Regions from separate parts of the Dromaius novaehollandiae genome. Here region 2 is linked to region 1. The links are chromatin contacts, called in public Hi-C maps. All regions are on one chromosome and are shown on one strand. Each heading gives the region's core, a stretch centred on a gene start, on an enhancer-like site or on the middle of the called end of the contact. The rest is flanking DNA. Distances are from core to core; before and after follow the strand shown. Region 1 holds the start of FAR2 (fatty acyl-CoA reductase 2). Region 2 holds the start of LOC112984500 (zinc finger protein 391-like).

What was found. Hi-C and Micro-C count contacts between places; a contact is called where the count stands out from the background.
Region 2: a contact with region 1 is called in a Hi-C map of ovary, with 4 times the contacts expected there. The contact joins the promoter of LOC112984500 here to the promoter of FAR2 in region 1. A contact is called at or near these places in 3 of 4 Hi-C or Micro-C datasets (brain, liver and ovary).

The regions. Positions count from the first base shown.
Region 1 is chr1:77,871,950-77,876,307 of bDroNov1.hap1, reverse strand. It overlaps FAR2 (fatty acyl-CoA reductase 2), which reads right to left and starts at 1,947. Exons shown (of 13, transcript XM_064517503.1): 1 at 1,737-1,947.
Region 2 is chr1:78,064,864-78,069,221 of bDroNov1.hap1, reverse strand. LOC112984500 (zinc finger protein 391-like) reads right to left here and starts at 2,114. Exons shown (of 2, transcript XM_026102399.2): 1 at 1,805-2,114; 2 at 1-1,497. The coding sequence starts at 2,078. The coding sequence ends at 497.

The sequences.
Region 1 (4,358 bases), core at 698-3,197:
TATTTCTGGGTGAAGCATCTCCCAATTAGTTTCATTGCTTCCTACTGCAAGATAATGGTCCGTCATTAGTTATTTGTCTCTCTTCTCTAGCTATGCCCTTAAAAAGCTTTGAGGCAAACACGTAAAAGCAAATTATTCTGTGTAATGACATTACTGTAAAGGACTGCACAAGACGTGATGAGGTCAGATGCCTCTAATTTCTAAAAGACTGAGGATAGTCTCATAGGATCTGGTAAAAAAAAAAAGGGGGGGGGATAAATCTTTGTGGTGCCATGTGAGTGGGCAGCAGAGGTATCTAGTAATTTCCTACTCATAATGAGATGTAAGAAACAGCAGCAAGTCTCAGAATACAAGCTCTTCTCACGTGATTAAAACCACTGCTATCCCATATACTACACCTATTTTTATGTATGGGCCTAATAATAGGGAAAATCAAAAGGGCAAACTTCCCCTAGAAGGGTCTCGGCTCTCCCCATGTTCAAATAACATCACACTCGAATTACCCCTAGACAGAGCAAACCTCCTTGGTGTGAATGAGAGCTCATAACACTCCTCTCTTCATTCATAGGTTTGCACTTCAACTTGAACTTTCTCAAGGAAGAGGCGAAGAGCGGAGCTGGGCTGAAGCCACCGCTCCCCCCCCCCCCCCCCCCCCCGCCCCGGCAACGCCCGGGCCACCGCCCTGTGCCGGCGGCTCGGGCGCTCGGGGTGGGTCCAGCCCCTGGGGGTCCGGATCTGCGCAGCCCGGGGGAAGCGGGGTCCGGCCCAGGGGACTCGGGGGGGCTCCGGGAGGAAGGGGGCAGTCCGGCCCCACAGCGCCCGCTTGGCGCAGAGCACCGACGCATCCAGGTACCGCCGCATCTCGCTGCCCGCCTGACGCGCCGCCGCCCTGGCGCGCTGGTCGGGTTCTGCTGCCAGGACAGCGGTACCGGCCCGGCCCCGGTTCCCACAGGGCGTGTCCAGCCCCTCCGTCCCGGCCGCCCCCGGCTCCCCCTGCCGCTTTCCTCGCTTCTCTGGGCAACATCATTATCCCTCCGAAGCGTCCCCTGCTCTCCCTCCTTCCCCCCCCCCTTTTTTTGTTTCTCCTTCCAGCAGGCTGTTACCTTTAATTACCGCTTTTCCGACCAGTTCCTGTCTCCAGACCGCTTCCTCCACCTCCCCTAATACACAAGCAACTACCAGCAAAGAAAGGGAGGAAAGGAAAGAAAAAAAATACAAACCTCTCCTCCTCTTCTGGGTTTTATACTATATATCCGGCCGGGGGAGGGAGGAGCAGTGCCTTCGCTCTGCCTTCCCCTCTGCTGCTTCTCGCACCGCGCGGCTGCTGCCCGCGGGGGTTGCCCGCCGGCTCAGGCCGCCCGCGCTCCTTTTCTTCAGGGTCTCGCCTTGCCCGACCCTGTTTTCACACCACCAGGCTAAATTGTAAGCGCGGCGCTGTGCAGCGGGAGCCGAGGGGCAGGGAAAGGGAAGCGGGGCCGGGGCAGAGGCACCCTCCTCAGCACCGCTCAGCCCCGCGCCTGCAGCCCGCAGCTCCCGCCATCGCCCAGCGGCACCAACGCAAAGCGATGTTTGTCCATCCTCCTCCGGCCGCAGACCCTGCCTCCCCCGCCAGCCCTGCCGCAGGGGACCCACATATGCGGCAGCAGCAGCCCTTAGAGGAAATCAGAAGAACAGGCAAGAAAAGGATCCCTCCCTCTCCCCCCCACCACCGGGCCTCTCCCCGCGCCGCTCCTTACCGGGCCACCGGGGCTGCTCCGCCGGCGCGGCCGCCTCCGTGCTCCGCGGGGCCGGCACGCAGGGGGCGAGCGGCGGCAGCGGCTGCGCCCGCCTCGTCCCCGCGGCTTCGCAGCGCCTCCCCCCAGCTCCGACTGCCGCTGCCTCTGAGGAGTTGGCCGAGAGCAGCGCCGTGCCGCAGCCTCTGCGCGCCTCCGGGCGGAGATAGGGGAAGCGGGATGCTTTCTAAACCCACGCTGAATGGGTAGGGAAAGTGGTGTCCCCCGCCCCCCAAAGATGATTTTTGCATCTCAAAACCCTTTCCCTCTTCACCTTAAAGCCGAATTTCTCTTTGTGCTTAGAAAAAATGATCAGCAGGAAGAACGTTATACAGAAATACAGTTAAAAAAATCAGTATATTATTAGCTACAGAATTTGTGTTACAGGCATTAAGAAGTGTACAGACATACAACATACCTACTCAGCCTTTGCCACAAGTATTAATTTTCTCCCTTCAACTTCAGAAGATATGCTTCTCTCAGCAAAATTTTTTCAACCCAGTGTTTGAACCAGCAAGAAATGACACTTTTATGTCTTGTATGACACTTGCAGTATGTGCAAGCATTAATTAATTTTACAAGGTGGTATTTATCTAATTACTGTCTTCAATTTATTAGTTGGGGGAGGGGGTGGAGAGAGAGAGGGAGAGGGAGAAGTTAGGTAAGTTGCCCACTGATTACTGAATTGGTATCACAGCTGTCATCAAGGCTCCAAACACAAAAGGATTAGGTGCTACACCCAGAATTGGAGTTCTCAGGCCCCTAGCTCCATTGCTGCCTGATCCTAGTGATGCTTGTAGGCTACAGGTGCCTGCTGTTTCCACATGAAAAATCACTGAGCGTGGCTATTCTCACACCCGGATGCTACTAGTTCAAGCCTAAGGCTAGCTGGAGTCCACAAAGCAGGTATGCCTTCACATGCCTTACCTCATTCTGACTAGTGTTCTTAAAGTACATGTACTGTGACTGCTAGTGTGACACTCTGGTCCTAGGGCCCTATGTCCAGTTCACTGCACAGTCTGGTCCATAAAGTGTCCAAGTTGCCCATGTCACAATGTCTGTGTCAGCAGCTCTCCACACTACACCTACAGAGTTGAAGTAGTGTTATCCACTTTCATCTTTTACCTTCAAGGAAAAACTGCCTATCTCTCCTAGCAAAAGAGTTTGGGATTCATCCATCTGAGCTGTAGCAGGAAGGAACTTGCAAGAAACAAACCCCAGGAAGTGGTTCTCACCCAAGGAAGTCCCAGCTGTTTGCTGAAAGGGACTGATGTTTGCTAGGATAGTTCTGAGGAAACAGGGTTTTGGCTGCTTACATCTCAGGCATGTTCTGTAATATAAACCTCTGCCTTTGACAGGCTGGCCTGGCTTCTATCTAAACTGAAAAAGCCATACTGGAACTGCCAATTGAGGGCAACTACTTGGCACCAAAATGGGAAACAAGTAGAGAAAGATGTGGACTGATAGAATAGATAATCAGGGGTGGCTTTGATCAAAGAGAATGGTCTTGCACACTGAAAAATAGCCAGGAGAAGAGTTTCCAGTAAGCACAGAATTGGAGACAACTATTGCTAGCATTATCTTATGGAAACTGAGTAGAACACTTCAAAGAGTATTTGCAAGAACTGATGATTATCAGGAGACATTGCATGGGAGCAAAAGTACATTTGGATTTATCTACAAACATATAGAAATCCCTTTGTGCAGTTTGGAAAAAGCAGGCTGACTTGAGGAGCAATTCCTGACTAAAGGCCAATGAGGACATTAAACAGATAACATGTCAGAGACAGTTTGTGACAGCTTTCCAGAAATGAGAAGGAAGAGTTGAGTTGATGATTTGATTAAGGAGATAAAGAAACAAAAAGAAATCATTAAAGCAGTGCCAACCTGAAAGACTACCCTTTGAACTGGTGAACAGAAGGTTGTATTGTGGCCATGAAATGTGTCATGGGGTGTGGGAAGACTAGAGGTTTAACTGGAAAAAAAAAACCAAACCCTTCTGGGTGGCTGAAGAAGTACATCACAACACCTTAAAAGGAGTTAAAAAAAAAAAAAAAAAAGAAAGAAAGTAAGCTCTCCAGGGTACTCTGCCCTCAGGAACAGGGGAGAGAAATTAGCTTTCATTGTTCATTCTGGAGTAACCTTAATTCCATCATTAATTACACTGCCTGAGCTGGAGAAAGCTGTTCCAAGCTTGGCTCTTTCAGTGCGTATCACAAGGATGAGGCATGAACAAAAGAGCGGGAAGTTTCCAGAATTGCCAGGTTGTGGCAGTCTCTGGCTTTTGTAGTATTATGAACATTTCACAAAAAGCTAAGTTTTGCATTCAAATGAAAAATTCTCCTAGGCATATGCTAAAGGTTTGAAACTGAGCCTATTAAAGATGGCATACAACCAAACTTCTACCGTAAGTAGTATAAGGAAGGAATACAGGTATGAAAGTTTAATTTTACATCAAACTATCTTTAAACTATTTGATGCAAAACTGCTTAAGGAAAGTTGTCTCACAATGTCTTACAAAAGTCCGTGGAACTAGTATAAAAAGAATCAGCACAGCATTTCCCTCGCTTCCTTTGACAGCGTGCC
Region 2 (4,358 bases), core at 865-3,364, 190 kb before region 1:
TCATTTCCCATCCTATTTCCCTTGACATGGCAACACGTGCATACATTACATGACCAAGACACAGGCATCTTGCCTGACATTTGATGTTTGTTCACAGAATGGCACATGCAAGCAGCTTCTCATCATATTGCACATTTTCTCCAGGCACCTGTCATGGGAAGGTGGAGGGAAATGCCTGCACGTTGGTCGTGTGGCAGATGGAATCCAGGCCCAGTACTTGGGAAAAAGGATGGCAGGACCTTGGGATCCAGAACTACTGCCCATCTTCTGCCTGTGCCTGAGGGGCATTGGGAGAAGGAAGTGGCTGAAAGTGGCAACACAGGCCAAAGGTATTGTTCTGGCTGGTTGCCTACAACAACCCAGGGGCCCTGAGCCTCATACCCTTGGTGTAGACATACCCTCATCTACACTCCTCCTCCTTTAGGCACATTTTAAAAGGGGCCTGGATCAGGAGCTGCATCCTAGAAGATCCACAGCCCACGCCTAGTGACGCTGCCTACCACACATGCACTCGCTGGTGTGAGACTAAATAGGAGTTGCGGCTGAAGCTCTTCCCACACTGGGAACACTTGAAAGGTTTCTCCCCAGTGTGGGTGCGACGGTGACGGATGAGGGTAGAGTTGTCACTGAAGCAGGTCCCACACTCAGCACATTTGTAGGGCTTCTCCCCGGTGTGGGTGCGACGGTGCTGGACAAGGTGCGAGCGCTGGCTGAAACTCTTCCCACAGTCAGGGCACAAGTAAGGCTTCTCACCGGTGTGGATGCGCCGGTGGATGACCAGCTTGGAGCTCTCACTGAAGCACTTGTTGCAGTCAGCACACTTGTAGGGCTTCTCCCCAGTGTGGAGCCGCTGGTGGGCGATGAGGTTGGAGCTGTCACTGAAGCGCTTCCCACACTGGGGGCACTTGTAGGGCTTCTCGCCTGTATGGAAGTTGGCGTGGCGGAGCAGACCCGAGTTCTGATAGAAGTTCCTCCCACACTTGGCGCACACATAAGGCCTCTCGCCAGTGTGGTTGCGCTGGTGCTGCACCAAGTGAGTGCTCTGGCTGAAGCTCTTCCCACAGTCCTTGCACTGGTACGGCCGCTCACCCGTGTGGACGCGCTGGTGCTGGATGAGGTGAGAGCGGCGGCTGAAGCTCTTCCCGCAGTCCACGCACACATATGGCTTCTCCCCTGTGTGGATCCTCTGGTGGCGGATGAGGTCTGAGCTGCGGTTGAAGCTCTGCCCACACTCAACACAGATGTATGGTTTCTCTCCCATGAATGCTCTCTGGTGGACCACTGTGTCCTTCCGCTTCCGGAAGCCGCAGCGAGGAGCCTTCTCCGGCCTCGTCTCCGCTGAGAGGAGGTCTGGCCGTGGACAGGCAATTCCCAGGTCACAGCCCACCAGCGACACTTCCCTCACAAAGAAGTCCGAGAGGGCACTGTGGGGTTGGGCTGCCACCGCACCACCTGGCTGGGGGTTGTCCTCTTCATGCTCGCTCATGCTGCCATCACCTGCAGGGACAGGGGGCGAGTCCTGACACAGGCTGCCCTCTGCCGCCCCACTCCCAGCCACCACGTGCCATCAGCATGCGTCCCCCCTCTCTCCTGCTGCCAACAGATGCCCTCTGCCAGGGCAACGCCATACCCCAGCGCCACCTCCAGCCCCCCACATCCCTGCGGCTCCGCCATGACACTGCCCCGGTTACTCCCGGCTGGCACCAGCGCGGGCCGCGGGGGGGGGACCTACAGGGAGGCCGGGTAGCGGGGCCCAGCCGCCCCCCGGCCCCAGGGCGGCCCCCCGCGCTCCCAGCGCGCTCACCTGGCCCGGCGGCGGCCTCCGCCCGCCCGCGGGCCGGGCTACAGGCAGGCAGCGCAGACCGCGGGCTGAGGCGGCGCCTCACTAGCGGAGGCCGCCGCCGCCGCCGCCCGCATCCCCGCGCCGCCAGCGAGCACTTCCTGCCCCCCGCCCCGCCGCGGGAGGCGGCCGGCTCTATGGTTGTAACCCTTGCAGCCCCGGCCGGCAGCCGCCGCGTCCGCCGCTGCGGGCCTCCGCCCGCGCCGGGCCATCGCTGCCCAGCCGGGACCGCCCCCATCCTCCCTCGCCTGGCCTCGCCGCCCGTGCATCCCGGGACACTGCCGAGCACCCCCACCCCCTTCCCTAGTCCCCCGCTGGGGGCTCAGGGAGACCGAAATTGAACTGCAGCGGGTTTACCCTCACGTGGTGTTAGAAAAGGTGCGGTGGAGGCAGGGAGGTTTCTGCCCCGCCCTAGGCTTTTTAACAGTTTTATTTAATCCTTTCCTACCCCCTCTTATCCCCAGCCATGCTAGGGGCGTGTTCATGACTGGCAGGATCGCCTGGACCAGGCCAGGCGGGCAGCTGAGCGAGGCTGGGGGGAGCGCATGATGCGGCATGGAGCAGAGCAGGCCACACTCCCCTGGCACAGCTCTGGGGGCTCGCCCCACCACCCTGGCACGTACCGCCGCCCCAGCACAGCTGTCTGCTCGTGCAGGTGCAGCCCAATTAGCTGCAAATGCAGCATCTGTCCTCAGCCAGCCACCATGATGCAGTCAGAAACAAAGCTCCGAGGTTTCACGGGTTTTGTTATTACTGCCACGTTCCTCATACCCTCGGCCTTTCACGCAGCTTTCTTACTGCTGGATGCAGGTATCCATCGTTTTGCCTGACGGCAACCAGAAGAGTGCTGGGGGAGAGGAGGGGAGAAGGGGCTGCAGGCAGCTGGAGCAGGGTCAGCCCCATGTGGAGATCTGAATGCAGAAGACGACGTGGTACATGATCGTTATCTTTCCCCAGGTCACCCTGTAGCCTCAGCTTCCCTTTCGTAAATGAGGACTGATGGCTGCTTGGGGTGGTGGAAAAGGTTGCAGTTTGCAGTTTTGCTGCCTAATAATCAGAGCACATGGGAAATGAGAAAAAAAATCCAAAATAATACTAGCTAAGAAAGAAACCCAGATTTTCATGAGACTTTCATGCAGTTAAGTCACATGATTTGGAAGTACAGAGCCAACCAAAAGGACACATCTGTTTTGGGCTCTGGATGCAAAGGTTTGCAGAATGTGAACTGACACCTGTCTGCATATGCTTAAACACCTAAATGAATATTTGCCAAAAAAAAAAAAAAAGACTATGGGTGTTGAAGAATTTGAGGAGGAGTGAAATGCTAGCATTTTCCACTGTTATTGAAAGCTGAAGACAGAGGAGCTGGTCTTGCAAAGAAGCAAAAGACCTGACCTCCTTGTGCTTCTGTGCTCTTAAACAAACCTACCATAGTTTTCCCTTCCTATTTGATATGGAGGGAAAATAGTTCTGTTGTCCCCTCCCTTCTTGGCAAATTGTTTTCAGTTCAATTCCCAGTCCCTTTTAAACAGCTCTGCCTAGTAATTGTTATGCAGACCTTATACCTAAATGTTGCATCATTGAGGTAAGTGCCATTGACCAGGAGAATTAGTCATTAGAAGAGAGAGAAATTGAGATGTGTAGATAAATAAGAAAATATATTCACAGGTCAGATGGAAAACAAGAGGAATGATCAATGAAGTGCGTAACTGCAGAATGCCCAGTATAGTCAGACGGAGGAGGAGAAAGCCTTTGCTAAATTCATAGAGGCTGTGAGGGAGAGGAGCTTAAAATCTTGGAAAATAAATTTTAAGGAGTAAGTGGTAAATGGGGGCCGTGTAGTAACTATTGTATTCTGCCTGTTCCACACAGGTTGGTGATCAGGTGCTTGGGATGTCAATAATCACAGACAGGGAAGATGAAATCTGTGATCAAATTGTCAGTAATGCAGCTGTGGAGATACCACACAGAGGAAGATTACATGCATTTTTACATGCTAATGTAACATCAGCATCACAAAGAGTGGAGGCACAAAGGAGGTGGGTATCAAAAAGGAAGATGACCTATTCAGGAATGTTTTTGTTGCCCAAAAGAAGTACTTCCATGTGTGTGGAGTGGCATGGCTGAAGGATATGGAAATGAAGCCCATAGTTCACTTGGTAAAGTAAAGCTGGGAAGATGGCCAGGTAATCGTTGTTAAAAGCTTTGAAACATAATACTCCTAAAGATCATCATCATCAGAATAACACCAATAAAAGGATGGAGAGTGACAGCAGGGTGGTTTGATGTGAATAATTTATAGTAGTTTAATTCATACCAAAATAGGGATTTTAATCATGGTTTAGGTCACCAAGTGAGCAAATTCGAATTAAGTAGGCAATGTTTGTATTTTGTAGGCATACTTCCCCCCCACACACACCCCGAAAGGTTGATTCTCATTGTTTGGTGACAATTAAGAAATTTTTAACTAAGAGTAATCTTTACACAAAATCTGATATCCCTTCTTTGTTGGTGACGA